Regions from separate parts of the Ovis aries genome. Here region 1 is linked to region 2. The links are chromatin contacts, called in public Hi-C maps. All regions are on one chromosome and are shown on one strand. The core of a region is the stretch at or near the end of the contact, and the rest is flanking DNA. Distances in the headings are between cores, read along the strand shown.

Region 1 (3,792 bases), core at 33-2,532, 470 kb before region 2:
AAGGAAAAAAAAAAAAAAGATATCTTCCCGTGCCCAGAAAACTGATTCTTGAACAGGCAGCAAAAGCAGATGCTCAGTGCATCCAGCGATTGGCCGATGGGATCTTTGTTCAGGCGACAGGCTTCCTAAAGCCAGGAGCAGGTGGAGAAATCCCCGCGTCGCCCTCACCTTCACGATCCACGGCTCGGCCACCTGGGCTCCGGCGGGGTGCGCCGCCACCTCCAGGTCCTCTCTCCGCCGAGACACTCCCCCCCCCTTCCCGGGGACCCGTGACCCGGGCTCTCCGCTCTCCCCCGCGCCGCCCCTGGGACTTCCAGCTCCGGCCCGCAACTTGGGCAGGAGTCGGGCCGGGGCCTCTGCCTCCTGGCAGGACCTCTGCCTCCGGGCAGGACCTCCCCCGGGCGCCGGGAGGCGCGCGCGCGCGCTACGAGGCCGACCATGCCCGGTGCCCGAGCTAACAGACGATCAGGACCCCCGCCCGCGGGAAGAAACCCGGGGCCCGGCTGCCTATCGCGGAGATTTCGTTTTCTCTTTCCAACTGTCGGCTTGCCGGGTCGGAGAGATGCCCTGCGCGCTGCTGGCAGTCAAGGCCCCTGACAACGCCCCCCGGTAGCGCGCCGAGCCAGGCTCCCCGAGATCCGCGAGGGGGGCGCGCAGATCCGGGGGGCGGGTGGGGAACCGCAGAGGCGAGGGCCGCTGGGGAGGGATCGGGCGAGAAGTCGCGGGGTGCGGGGGGACGCGCAGTGGGTGCGTTCGATCGCGCGTTCACAGTGAAACTTCTGGAGAGAGAGGGTTGGCATCTGTCCGCAGGTGACCACCGTGGCGTGGAAAACAAGAGGCGAACAGGGGGAAGTGGCGAGCGACAACAAGTTGGAGGTGGGCGGCAAGTTGTGGCTTCCTCCGAGGCGTGCGATCGGCGACCCCCAGCTGCTCCAGGGCGCGCGCTCCCCCCCGTGGGCGGCGGTGCCCGGGCCTCGCTAGCCGCCTCCGGCCCCGCGCGGCGCCCCCTCTCGCCCGCCCTGCGTGTGCGTGTGCGTGTGCCCAGCGCCCGCGTGAGCGGCACCTGCTCGTCCGGGCTCACAGCGGAGCCGCCTCGCCGGGAGCTGCCGCTCGCGGGCGCCGGGCTCCGCGCTCCCAGCCGCCACCGCCGCCGCCGCCGGAGTGGGGCTCGGCGGGCCCCCCCACTTGGCAGCCCGGGTCCCCCCCGGCCGTGCCTGCGAGTCAGCCCGGCTCCGAGTCACGTGTCAGTGCCCGAGGCAGAGACAGAGAAACACGCGCTTCAGTCCTTCTTCCACCGCCATACTGTATTTTATCCTAAATCTCATTTTTATTCCAACATTTTACTCCCGCTCGGTGAGTACCTTCTCAGTGGCATTCTTGTCCTCTTCTTCTTTTTTATTTTTATTTTTGTCCCCCCTTTGTTTTTGTTTTTTTGTTTTTTTTTTTTCTTCTTTTTTTTTTTCTCCACTTCTTTGATTATTGTTTGCATTTGGGAAAGCTGGAGGAGCATGGTTTTGAGCCTTTTCCTGAATCCAAGTTTTTCTAGCATGCGACGGTTCTGTAGACGAGGCGCTGCGTCTGGGAGTCCGCGGCGACCGTGCCCGCGAGGAGCGACTCCCAAGTCCAGCAAAATGTGCAACTGGTTCGAAGGAAAAAGAGATGTGAAGTATGGTGCCTATTTTTCCCCCCTTTGTAAAAATAAAAAATCATGTTTCTCTTTTTTTTTTTTTGCATACTCTTTTTCTGATAAGATTTTTGTATAGGTGGGATCTTGCGGCAGTGTTCACAAGTTTGTGGTTTTGCTATACGAATACAAACCACTGAGCAAAGACATGAATTTTCTTAATATTTTTTGCGTGTGTGTGTGTGCTCTTTTTTGGAAGCCGGGGAGAACAAATTCGTTTTTGTTTTTGTTTTTTTTTCCCCTACTTGTTTTTGATACCCATTGATAACATGAAACTTTTCTTGCAGCTTGTTCCTGGGATTATTTTTAAGCAAATACTTTTTTTTTTCTCCTTTAAATTAAGTGTGACTTTTGCACATCTTCCTTTTTTTTAAAAAAAAACAAAAACCCAAGATCATTTTATGAAAGATATCCTGATATCTATATCTATATTATCCCTTCTTCCTCCCTCTTTCCTCCCTGTAAATCTATTTTCAAATGATGGCAGTGGAAGGTTTTTCTGGAAAAAAAAAAAATGAAGTGCGGTTTGGTTTCCTTGTCAACGGAAGATGAAGTGAACAGCTGAGCAGCTCGCACAGAGCAGGTACTTGGTCCCTTCGGAGGCGTTTCCCGGGTTTGCAATGGCAACTCTGGTCCTGGCAAAGGAACGTGTGTGTGTGTGTGTGCGTGTGTGTGTGTGTGTGTGTGTGCGTGCGCTCGTGTGTGCGCGCTCGCGGCCCCGGGCAGCGTCCGAGCCCGCGGCGGGGAAGCCGCGCCGGGAGCCGGGGGAAGCCCGGGTCCGTGCCCGGCCTGGGCTGCTTCTGAATGAGCGTGAAACGCCGCCCCTCGGTCGGCGGGAGGCGTCTGCGCCCCGGGCGGCGCCGCGCGGCCGGGTAAGTTCTCTGAGGGCCACTTGCGGAGCCGGAGGGGCGCGGGGCGCGGGCGCGGGCCGGGCCGGGGGCGCCCGGGAGACCGCGGGCAGCAGCGGCCGGGCCGCGTCCTCCGGAGGCGCCGGCTTCTGGCCGAGGGCCCGCGCCCCGACCTCCCCAGATCCCGGGGGCGGCTCCCGATGGCGCGGCGCCCGCTGCTCCTCTGCCCTGAGTCAACAACGCGCTCGGTTTCCCCCTGCCTTTCTGCCGGTTTGCTTTCCTCCGCGGCGGTGTCTTTGGCGCTCTTCTTTCCCCGTGGTGTTTGTTGCTCTGGGTTTAAGTGCCTGGCGTCTTCCAAGGTGGAGGAGATCGCTGCTTCCCGTGATGGGCAGTTGGGTTTCGTGTTGTGGATGAAAGCGCCAGTTTGCATGAATGAGGCTACACCCATAGGACGGAGTGTTAAAGGGACAATGTATTGTCTCTCTTTTTAACCACCTGATGGTGGTCGCAACGGGTTTCCCCTGAGAGCCTGGCACAGGGCAGGGCTTGGGATTTGTGGTGGTGGTGATAGGTTCCGTTGTGTTGGTGGCGTTGCACAGAACTCAGTGTCGAGTGTGTTCTCTGGAGTTTATATTTTATGGTCGTCGTGTTCGGTTCCAGGGGAGATGTACCACGGTTGCTAATAGAAAGCTTTCTCTGTACTTAACACAGCGACAGAATCTGTTGGAAAACTTGCTGTCCAAACAAATTTTGTGCTATACTTTAAATCTTAAATTCTGGAGGCCATTATTTAAATGATTTTATTCTGGAGTGTAGAGCTTGGATTCTGTTAAAATAAATATAAGGCGAGTGGAATAATTTACTTCTCAGATTAAGTTTTCTTCCAGGTTATCTATAGGCATAAAAACTAAATCCAACATACAGAAGAGCCCATAACAACATGTTAATGACATACGCTATGGCTTTTTTTCAAGCAAATATCGAAGTCTCTAAGCTCAGTTTATGGAATGAAGTTTTATGCCTGTTTCTTTACTCTTCGTGGTGATGGAGGAGGGCAAGTCATCATTTATCTGTAGCAGGCTAAAAATCATCGGAATATCTAGAAAGCTATATATTTTTTAAAATTCACAATGCATTGTCCCATTTCAGAGATCTTTGAATGAGCAATGTGTGTTACTCTTGTATGTAGGGTAGCTTTTCTCTGTTAAGAAAGTCCTGTTGCATTTATATAAGGAAGATAGTTTATGTCCAGTGTGTGGA
Region 2 (4,041 bases), core at 1,163-3,662:
TGACCTCACATAATTATCATTTCTTCTTTGTGATGAAAATGTTTATGGTTGACTCTCTTACCAACTTGTAAGTATAAAATACAGCATTATTAATTATATTCTTCACACTATCCATTAGATCTCAAGAATTTATCTTGTAACTGAAAGTTTGTACCCTTTGACCAGCAAGGCCCCATTTCCCGCAGCTCGTGGCAGCCACAACCACTCCACTCTGTTACCATGAGCTTTGCTTTCTAAGATTCCACATACATGTAACATCACACAGCGTTTGTCTTTCTCTGTCTGACCTGTTTCGTGTAGCATAATGCTCTTGAGATCCATCAGTGCCGCTGCAAATTAAGGAGTCCCTCGTTTCTCATTTCATATAGATATGTGCCGTATTTTCATATGCCAATTTCATGTTTTCGTATGTGCCAGTAAGGCATGTATATAGGCCATATTTTCTTTGTCCACGTATCCATTGGTGGGCACGAGGTTATTTTCCATATCTTGACTATTGTGTCTGATGTTGCAAGAATCATGGAATAACGACTCTCTCTTCAATGCAGTGATTTCATTTCTTCTGGATATGTAACTGGAAATGGGTTTGCTGGATCATAAGTTACTTCCATTTCTTAATATCCTAGAGAATGCCTTACTTTTTCCATAATGGCTGTGCCCCTTACATTCTCACCAGCAGTTCACAGAGGCTCTCTCTCACCACATTCTCACCAGTACGCACCGTCTCTCGTCTTTTGGACTACAGCTATTCTGACAGGTGTGAGGTGATATCTCACTATGGTTTTCATTTGCATTTCTCTGATGATTAAAGATGAGCATTTTTTCATATACTTGTTGGCCTTTTCTGTGTCTTCTTTGGAGAAACAAAAGTCTAGCTCCTCTAATATTGATTGGGTTGGTTCTATTTTTGCTATTGAGTTCCAGTGTTCCTTATATAGTCTGTGTATTAACCCTTTATCAGATATATGATTTTCACATATAGTCTCCCATTCTGCGGGTTGCTTTTTCATTTTGTTGATTTTTTTATTGTGCAAAAGCGTGTTAGTGTGACATGGTTCCACTTAAGAACGTTTGCTTTTGTTCTTGTGTTTTGGGTGTCGTACCCAAAAACTTGTTCCTGAGACTATTGTTAAGGAGCTTTCTCCCTATATCTTCTTCAAAGGGGTTTATGGTTTCAAGTCTAATGTTTAAGACTTTAATACATTTCGAGTTACTTTCGTGAGTAGTGTAAAAAAGGAGCCCAATTTCATTCTTCTGTATTATGTGATTATCCAATGTTCTGAACACCATATGCTATAGGGATTTCCAAATTTTCCCATATGTTTGGGAAGTATTGAGCCATTATTTCTTTAAATAAGCTTTCTGCCTCCTTCCCCCACTCTTCTCCTTCTGGGAACTCCAGTAATTTGCAGATTGGTTCTTTTGAAGGCATCCCCTAGACGGCATAGACTTTCTTCACTCTTTTTAATTCTTTTCTTTTTTCTCCTCTGTGTAATTTAAAAGGGCGTGTCTTCTAATCCACAAGTTTTGTTCTGTTCTTTTCATACGCTGATGCTCTCTACTTTATTTTTACTTCATTCATTGTATTCTTCTGCTCCAGAGTGTCTTTATCATTTTCTTATAATTTCGATCTCTGCTAGCATTCTCATTTTGTTCAGGTATCACTTTTCTAGTCTCATTAAGTTGCTTTTCAGTGTTGTCTTGTTGCTCAGTGGGTTTCCTTAAAAAACGATTATCTTGAATTCTTTGTCAGGGGGATCTAAGACTCCGTGTGTTTGGGATAGGTTACCAAAAAATTATTGTGACTTTTTTTTTTTTTTTTTTTTTTTTTGCGGATGTCATAGTTTCTTGATTTTGTTACGGTCTTTGAAGTTTTGCACTGCCGTCTTTCTTAGGAGGTCCTTCCTGCCCGTGGAGAGGCATGCCTTCTCGCAGCCCGCTGAGCTGCCTGCGGCTTTCCCTGACCTCCTGCGGCGGCGCTCCCTCGGTGGCCTTGCTCCTTCCCGTGGCGGAGTTCCTAAGCTGCGGTGTCTTTTCTGCATCCTGACGTGCTCCGGGCTGGGGGAGAGCAGCCATCCTTCCGTTTCTCTGAAAGGCGGCACTCCCGCGCCAGTGTGTGCTCACTCGCCGTGTGCCAAGGCTCTCTCCTGCCCCACTGGGGGAGTGTCCGGGGAGCTGGCGCCTGGCTGCGGGCGGGCACCAGTGAGACGTGCCCGGGGGCGCCCGGCCGGCGGTGGGGCTCTGCGGTCCCGGTGCCCCCAGGGGCACCCAGGTGGGGCTGCTGGTGGCGCCTGCGGCTCGGTCGGCGGCGTCCCCGCCCCGCAGGCCCGCGGAGGCTCTGCCAGCCCCTCCCCGGCCTTCGGGCCCGCCCGCGGCTGCGGACCTCCCCCGGGAGGAGGCGGGCGGGGACAGCCGCTGGGGCAGCGCCGCCGGCGGCCGCGGGGCGGGCCGAGCGCTGAGCCGGGTCCCCAGCCGGCCGCCTGGGCGGTGCGCGGCGAGGGCAGCGCGCCGCGGGCACAGCCGAGCTGCTCCCCTCACCCTCCCCGGGGCATCTAAGCTGCCTTTGGGGGCCCCGTGGGGCGCTGGGGCTCCTCGGGAACGGGCACTTCCGCGAGGCGCTCTCGCCGGGGCGCTGGGCGGACAGGCTGAGCCTCCAGATGCCGCCCGGAGGGGCCGGCAGGGGCCGCCAGCAGCGGGGTTTGTGTGCTCAGCGCCCGAGCTGGCACCTGGGCTGGGAGACTCATCCTGGGCCCCTGGGCACTTGTTGCTGTATCTCACCGCCAGCCCAGGCACTGTGCGGACGGATGTTACTGCTGTTAGGGCAGGCCGGCGGGGCGGGGGAGGGGGGACAAAAAGAATGGATGTTTGATCAGCCGAAGCTGGTGTCACTCCCGCCCGCGTTCCCCCTAATATCCTCGCCACAGACGCTCTCCGTGAGTTCATCCACCCCCGACTGTCTGCCGAGTAGCCGTGCGCCCTCGCCGTTAAAGCACCCTGCTCCTGACATCAAATGCATCAGACTCTCCAGTCCAGATCCTAGACCTTTCACCTGCACTCCAGACCAAAACACATCCAAAAGCACTCTAAGCTCAAACCACTCAATACCTACTTCTCATCTTCACGCACAAATTCTGTTCTGTTATCGTCTCGGTTGTCCACGTCAGGAGCCTAGAAGTCCTTTTAGATTTCTCTGCATTCTCTTTTCATTTCTAGTCATGCACCAGCCTCGGTCCGTTTGTGATAACCCATGAATCTAGTCAGGCCACCCTTAGAGCTGCTCACTCAGCCTACACGCTTGCAGCGTTCATCACCTGAATTCCTGCAGCAGGCCCCTGATAGATCTCCCTGGATTAAGCCTGTCCTGACTTCAATCAGTTCCCTGGCGTTTACTCCCAAGGAATTTTCTATACTAAAACACGCATTGGTTCCATGTGTTCACTAAGATCCTTCCAGGAGTTTCCAGAGCTTTTAGGATTTAGTGCATGCTTTCAGCGTGGCACTTCCTGCCCTTTGCTTGGTTATGTGACCTGTTCCCTAGCTGTCCTGCCCCTGTACTCACCTCCGTTTATCCGCTAAAGAAGCAGTTATTGAGCACGTGATGTGTGTGAGAACCAGGCTAACGGCTGGAGTTGAAGACTTCTCCTGACCTTCACTGTGCTCACAGTTGAGTCAGGGAAGCAGACAGTTTTAAAAGTCAGTGACAGGAGATCAACTTGTGATGAGTAAAATAAAATAGAATTATATCATTGAAAACAATGATGGGGACAATAATTTATAATGAATGATCTGAAAAGGTCACACTGAAAAGACAGCCTTGAAGTTAAGACTTAGGATAAGAAGGACTCAGCCACATGAAGTGTTGAAAGTAATGATATCCTAAGCATGAGGATCGGGAATTATTAAATGTCTCAAAAAGGTAGAGGCTGGAACACTCTATAAATTGGCATAAGGCCTATGATGGAGAATAAGCAATGAGAAAGATATTGAAACTTTGTCTCAGTTCAGTTCAGTCGTAAAGTCGTATCCGATTCCTTGGGACCC

The links. Hi-C and Micro-C count contacts between places; a contact is called where the count stands out from the background.
Region 1: a Hi-C map of hypothalamus shows a contact between it and region 2, with 5 times the contacts expected there. The contact joins the promoter of RALYL here to the enhancer-like site in region 2. A contact is called at or near these places in 2 of 16 Hi-C or Micro-C datasets (hypothalamus and skin fibroblasts).

Annotation. Positions count from the first base shown.
Region 1 is chr9:91,451,714-91,455,505 of ARS-UI_Ramb_v3.0, reverse strand. It overlaps RALYL (RALY RNA binding protein like), which reads left to right and starts at 1,282. Exons shown (of 10, transcript XM_060393531.1): 1 at 1,282-1,353; 2 at 2,172-2,267.
Region 2 is chr9:90,982,537-90,986,577 of ARS-UI_Ramb_v3.0, reverse strand. All of the region lies in intron 3 of RALYL (RALY RNA binding protein like), which reads left to right. Among named protein-coding and RNA genes, the nearest start is that of TRNAS-GGA, 460 kb to the left of the region's middle. Within about 2 kb of position 2,412, at least 11 of the 54 cell types and tissues checked have an H3K27ac peak or open chromatin away from gene starts, as enhancers often do. A contact at or near this core is called in hypothalamus, where this site is marked.